Regions from separate parts of the Sus scrofa genome. Here region 2 is linked to region 1. Evidence: chromatin contacts called from public HiChIP or PLAC-seq data. All regions are on one chromosome and are shown on one strand. Each heading gives the region's core, a stretch centred on a gene start, on an enhancer-like site or on the middle of the called end of the contact. The rest is flanking DNA. Distances are from core to core; before and after follow the strand shown.

What was found. HiChIP or PLAC-seq counts read pairs in DNA pulled down with a chosen protein or histone mark.
Region 2: an H3K27ac HiChIP or PLAC-seq map of skeletal muscle shows a contact between it and region 1. The contact joins the promoter of NCOR2 here to the promoter of UBC in region 1. A contact is called at or near these places in 2 of 2 datasets of contacts at active chromatin or transcription factors (alveolar macrophages and skeletal muscle).

Annotation. Positions count from the first base shown.
Region 1 is chr14:28,252,342-28,255,267 of Sscrofa11.1, forward strand. It overlaps UBC (polyubiquitin-C), which reads left to right and starts at 1,516. Exons shown (of 3, transcript XM_021074017.1): 1 at 1,516-1,571.
Region 2 is chr14:28,641,221-28,644,146 of Sscrofa11.1, forward strand. NCOR2 (nuclear receptor corepressor 2) reads left to right here and starts at 1,554. Exons shown (of 49, transcript NM_001044576.1): 1 at 1,554-1,565.

The DNA of each region.
Region 1 (2,926 bases), core at 266-2,765:
GCCAGAGGGATCTGACTCTACACAGCTTTTTTTTTTGGGGGGGGGACTGAAATTCATGAAACGATTCACCAGTGGGTACTAGAGCACTGGTGACAGCTCCTTTTTTGTAAGGAACTTCTGTAAAGGTTATTTCTCCCTAAATGTCAACAAGGTGTTAAAAGAACAAAATATTCTAAAGTTACCAGGCCTAACATGAATCATGTGCTTCTGTTTTACTTTGTGTCTTATAATTCAGTATTTCTGATAGCACAATGACAAAAAAAAAAAAAAAATACCATACAGAACAAATAACAAGGCTTGTCCTGGGAGACAGAACTTTCTAGAAAAGATGTCATGAATCTTTGGAAAACATGTTTTCAATAATTAGATTTTATTTCATAGTTAAAAAACAAACTAACAAAACTCATTATATGAGGTACCAAAAACTTGTCAAATTCATAGAGACAGAAAATAGAATGGTGGTTGCCCAGGGCTGGGGGTGGGGGTAGTTAGTGTTTAATGCGTACAAAATTTCAGTCTAGCAAGCCGAAGAGTGGACACAGATGGCAGTGATGGACACCCAAATACCCCAATTTGATATTGTTTTGAGGTGTAGTCACTTGAAAAGCAGCAAATGCAGAGTGAGGCTTTCACTCAACTCCCCTAATCTGCCCAGACAGATTTTGCAAAAGAAACTCAAGGGAGTTTTCACCAACCAGGGAAGATTGGCTCTTAAAACAGGAGAGACAAACTTTGACACCAAACTTTGTCATCAACTATCTTGTCTCCATCTATTCTTCTATTTTCTCAGTAAAAATTATTTACTCTCCCTTTAAGAGAATTTCCTATTAAGATGGTATTTAAGCCTAAATTCTAAAGCCTTTTTTTTAAGTGACACATTTTCCCCCAGAGGGTAGCTCCCATATATACACAAGGTGTGCATATTACTAAACTATTGTTTTTGTTTTCTTTTGTTTTGTTTCTCTTGCTAATCTGTCTTTCATTACAGGGGTCTCAGCTAAAAGAAGGATTCCCAAAAGGAAAATTATTTTTCCTCCCCTACAATATAATTAATGCCACTGAGCTGTACACTTAAAAATAGTTAAGATGATACATTTTTATGTGTATTTTGCCACAATTTAAAAACAGCAAATTAAAAAACAAAACAAAACCCCAGTGAGTTAAAAAATTTCTTAGTGTTTCTAAGTTAGGCAAATTTGGGTACTGGAACTGAATCTGACTTCCTGACTGGCGGGGGGATAAGATGGGTTATTTTTAAGCTGGAGCAGTTTGTGTTCTGCCACAGAATGCAAATACATAAATGTAAGCAGGAAAACGGACAGAGTAGAGTCCCTAGGGCTTCTTTTTATTTTTTCTCTCCTAAGCTGCAGATTCCCTTTTATGGTTATATAACTGATGATGACGCAAGTCAAACCTTTCCCGTCCAGCTCTCAGATTTCACCCTTTCTCTTGGAAAGAAAATGTTTGCTGGTCACTACGTAGACACTCTCATGACGCTGAGTTAAGTCCCATACAAGGTGGTGACCTTCAGGAGAGCTGAATCCTTTGGGGAAAGGAGGAAAGGCAGACAGGTAGGCTCCAGTCCAATCCCCAACAGCCCAACACCCAGGCCCTTTGTGAGCTCAGCCCATCACGTGCTCTTGCCTGCCCGCCAATCCTGCCGTGTTGCTGGGCCTCTGTCACTCTTCCATTGGTGCCAGCTCTGAAGCCATCCCTTCTGGGGCACCTGCAAAGGATGGATCAGTGGGTGGAAGGAACTGAAAATGGATCCAATGACTCATCCTGCTTCTGGCATATTCTAGCACATTGCATTCTAGGTCAAGGGATTTTAGGTTGTAGGAACGTGACTTGGTACACGATCCCCGAATCCAAGTGGGACATTTAGACTTTGGGAGCCCTTCTCAGCAAACAGAAAAGCAGCTCTAACAAAAACAACAAAAATCCTCCGTAGAGCAGAATTTGTCAACCCATTGCATTGCTGACTTTGGGGGCTGGGTAATTCTGTTTTTGTGGGGGACTGGCCACTGCAGGATGTTTAGTAACATCCCTGGCCTCTACCACTAGATTTTAGCGGCACACCTCAACCCCAACACCACAGCTGTGACAAGCAAAAATGTCTCCAGATACTGCCAAGTGTCCACCAAGGGACCAAGTCGCTCCTGGTTGAGAACCACTGCTCTAGAGAAACAGCATCTACCTCCCTGAGAGTTTACTTCCCCCTCCTCCCTTTCACTTCAGTGCCCTTGGACAAATGTTTATTTCTATTTGCTTCAACAAAACCCACTGTTGGACTTAGAGACCAAAATTCTCTAGTAGAGAATTTTCCTGCTAGAGACAACATCAGTGTTGTTAGCGCCTAAGAATATTGTTTTCTCTTTGGAGATAGCCCTGGGACCCAGTCCTCACCCTTGGAGCCTTTCTTCTTCCCCCTCTCCCCCTCTTTCTCCTTTTCACCTTCCCTTGCCTCTGAAATCAGGTCTGTTTTTCTCTGTAGTTTTTGGACTCTTGAAAAAAAAGCTATGTCACAAAGCTCGTGACTCAGCCTTTAAACAACATGAATCATAAGACCTGCAGTGAAAGAACAGCCAAAAGAAAACAGGGTGTGGTTTGAAGCCAGGCCTAGTCACCTGAGAAAGAACCTCAGCTTTTTGTTCCTCTGAAAACTTCTTTCTGGAATTCAAGAAGGAAACCTTATACAGAGCTTTGATGTTCTGTTCCTTTAAACCCTCTTTTCAGAAATTTAGAAATATCCCTCACAGAAATCTCTACTGGAAGTCACTGAGGTCTCCTGCTAAACTGAAAAATGACATTTTATTTTTATTATTCATTTACATTTCTTGGTAATGAATTCATTCTCTTTGAAAATGTTTAAAACGATAGGAGTTAAAGTCTGTTTTGAATACTGCTTAGACCTTTCCCATAAATA
Region 2 (2,926 bases), core at 304-2,803, 390 kb after region 1:
TGTTTTTGTTTTTGTGGGAGAGTTACTTCAAGTTGTGTTTGGAGCTGACGTGAGCGAGAGGCTGGTCATGTGCTCGGGTAAGAGAAGTTTCCGGGCTTGGCGGTGGGCAGGGGGGTGCGGCGTGGCCCGGCTGCCTGGCCAAGGGAGGGCGATCGGGGCCATGGATTGCAGGAAGGCTGGGACCTGTGCTGGGGACCCCATTTGGGGGCTGATGAATTCATGTTCTGGAGCCGCCTGTTCTGCCCTGGCCGCCGGGCGATCACCAGGGGACAGTGACCCGATGCCTTATCAGAGTTGCTGAAGCCCCGGAAAGAGTGCTGGGTGGGTGGGTGGCCCTGAAGGGATAGTGCTTCTCAACTGTGGTCCCGGGGGTGTCGGGGGGCGGGTGGGAGGAAACAATGCTGTTTTCTCAGAGTCCCTGTGCCCAGTCCCTGTGGAAGAGTGGGCAGCATCAGAGATCCGGTGCTCCTGTGTCTGTTCATCAGTGTTGGCCCCAGGACTGAAAGGCTGGGACTTTGGGGGGCGGCCGCCTTGGTGGCCATGGAGCAGGGGAGGGGGCCAGGTGCAGGCATTGCAGCGGCTGCCCTGGCGCCCGGCTCCCACCGTGGTGGCGTTTGGCTGGGTGCCCATGTCTGGTTTGAAATCAGCGCCACCGGCCTGGGCTTGCCCAGGGACCTGGCAGCGAGGAGCCGGGATAAACACTGGAAAGTTGGAAGGGCTTCTCAAGCTCACAAGGAGCCTTCAGTTGTGAGCGGAGGGGATGAGGGAGCGATTTGTCCTGAGGTCTGGGTGCGCCGGGGCGTCTGGGAGACGTCTCATGGGGCGCCCAGGCCGGGGAGCGCTGGAGCGCTGGTTCCCAAACGGCATGGCTCGGTTGCCATGGATCCTGGTTTGAATCCCGGTTCCGTTCCTTTTTATGCTGGGTCTCACCTGTTCAAGCCTCAGTTTCCTTGTCTGTCAAACAGAGCAGCCGTGGAGGCGTGAGGACAGGGCGAGGGAGGGATGCGGCCTCCGGGGTTCACATCCTGGACTGCATGACCTTGGACAAGTCACGTCACATCTCCGAGCCTCAGTTTTCCCATCTGGCAAATGGATGCTCCCTATGCCTCCACCTCTGAGTTGTTGACTGACTGAAGGGGGCTAATAATGGTCCCTGCCCCACCTCTCATGAGCAGGTGACCTGGGGTGGGTCATGGAATCCCATGGAACTTCCCTTCTCTTGTCCATTAGGGGAGAGCTGCCACAGATGTGCCTTGGGGAAAACAGAAACCACCCTGCAGGGGCCTCGAGTGGGCTGGTGTACATCAGTGTAGACCATAAGCTTGCATTTAAGTTAGTTATATCTTGGTCTCTGTCGAGTTTTCTTTTCTTCCCTGGAGAAAGCCCTCCCATTTCATAGATGGGAACCCCACATCTAGGGATAGTGTGGGATCAGGAGTGTCCCTCCCCAGCCCCAGGCTCAGTCTGAATTTGGACCTGGACTGGAGTGCCCGGTGCACCCCCACTGCATGCCTGTTCCGCCTCGTTTCCCACTGACCCTGGGCCAGGCACCCTGCCGGTGCCTGGTGTGGCCTGCGGGCAGGGTGTGCAGGGCTGGCTCCCCTGCCGAGGGTGGCAGCGGTCCTGTGTGTTTGTAAGTGACACCGGATGCTGGGCCGGTGGCTGGCTCGGGGCCTCCCTCTCGGGCCAGGAGGAGCCAGAGGGGAATGCCCAGGGTGTCCAGGCTGCCCGTGCCAGCTGCCTGCTGTCCACTTGTCCTCAGACCTCTCCTGGGGACCTTGGGAAAGGCCTGTATAGCAGGGGACACCATGAATGTCCTCTTGTTGCCCCTAAGCCCTTGGTGCCCAGCTGGGTCAGCTACAGAGCTGTGTTGTGACCCCCCTCTGCCCTGCCCTGAGGGTCTTGGGGACTGGGTTCCTCAACCATTGAGAAAGACAGTCCTGTGTGATGGCTTGGACCAGAGGTCACCTAAGAGACCCTTGTGGTGGAACTGTCCTGCATCAGTGGCAGTGGCCACAGGAATGTGCACTGAGATAAAAGCACGTAGATCCACACACACACACACATAAGTACATATATGCGATAAAAGTGGGTAGATTTACACACACACACACATACACACACACTCAAGTACATGTATGAGATAAAAGTACATAGATCTACTCTCACACACACACACACTCAAGTGCACATAAACTCTGAGATCTAAATAAGGCCAACTGTATCACTGTCAGTTTCAAGGATGATACCATTGGGGGGAGCTGGCTAAAGGGTACTCAGAATCCAGCTATATTACTTCTTACAGCTGCATGGGAATCTACAGTGATCTAAAAAGAATGTACAAGCTCAGGGGCCTGGCTGTTCTAGCTTTGAGTCCCAGTGTGAGTTACAGCAGGTGGCTTAACCCTGCTGAGCCTCAGTCTCCTCATCTGTGGAAGCAGGGTAGTGATTGATGCCTGGTAGGGCTCGCTTGAAGATGAGCTGAGCTGATTCATGCTAAGTGCTTAGGAAGGTGCCACGTGTCGGGGGTGCTGTCCCTGGTATTATCACCCTTGATGTGATTGCTGTGGTTTGCCTGGCACGATCTCATTTCATACCTGAATCAGCCACAGGAAGGGAGAGTGCTGTAGGATCCCCACTTCTCAGTTGAGGAAACTGAGGCTTGTGTCAGGTGACCCACCTGAGCAGCACACAGTTTGGAAGGGCCGGGACTGGGACTCAGGCCCCAAGCCAGAGCCTGTGGGTGGAGGTTCTTTAGCTGGGTGACCCTGGAGAGGTTACTTGCCCTCTCTGAGCCTGTCTTCTCCTCCTTCTCTCCTCACCTGTCAGCTGGGCTCATGACCTGTGAAAGCCAGAAAACCTTGCCTCCAGGCCCCTTCACTCACCTCTTGGGCCCACCCAGAGCCTGCGCCCCTTAGCCACCTCC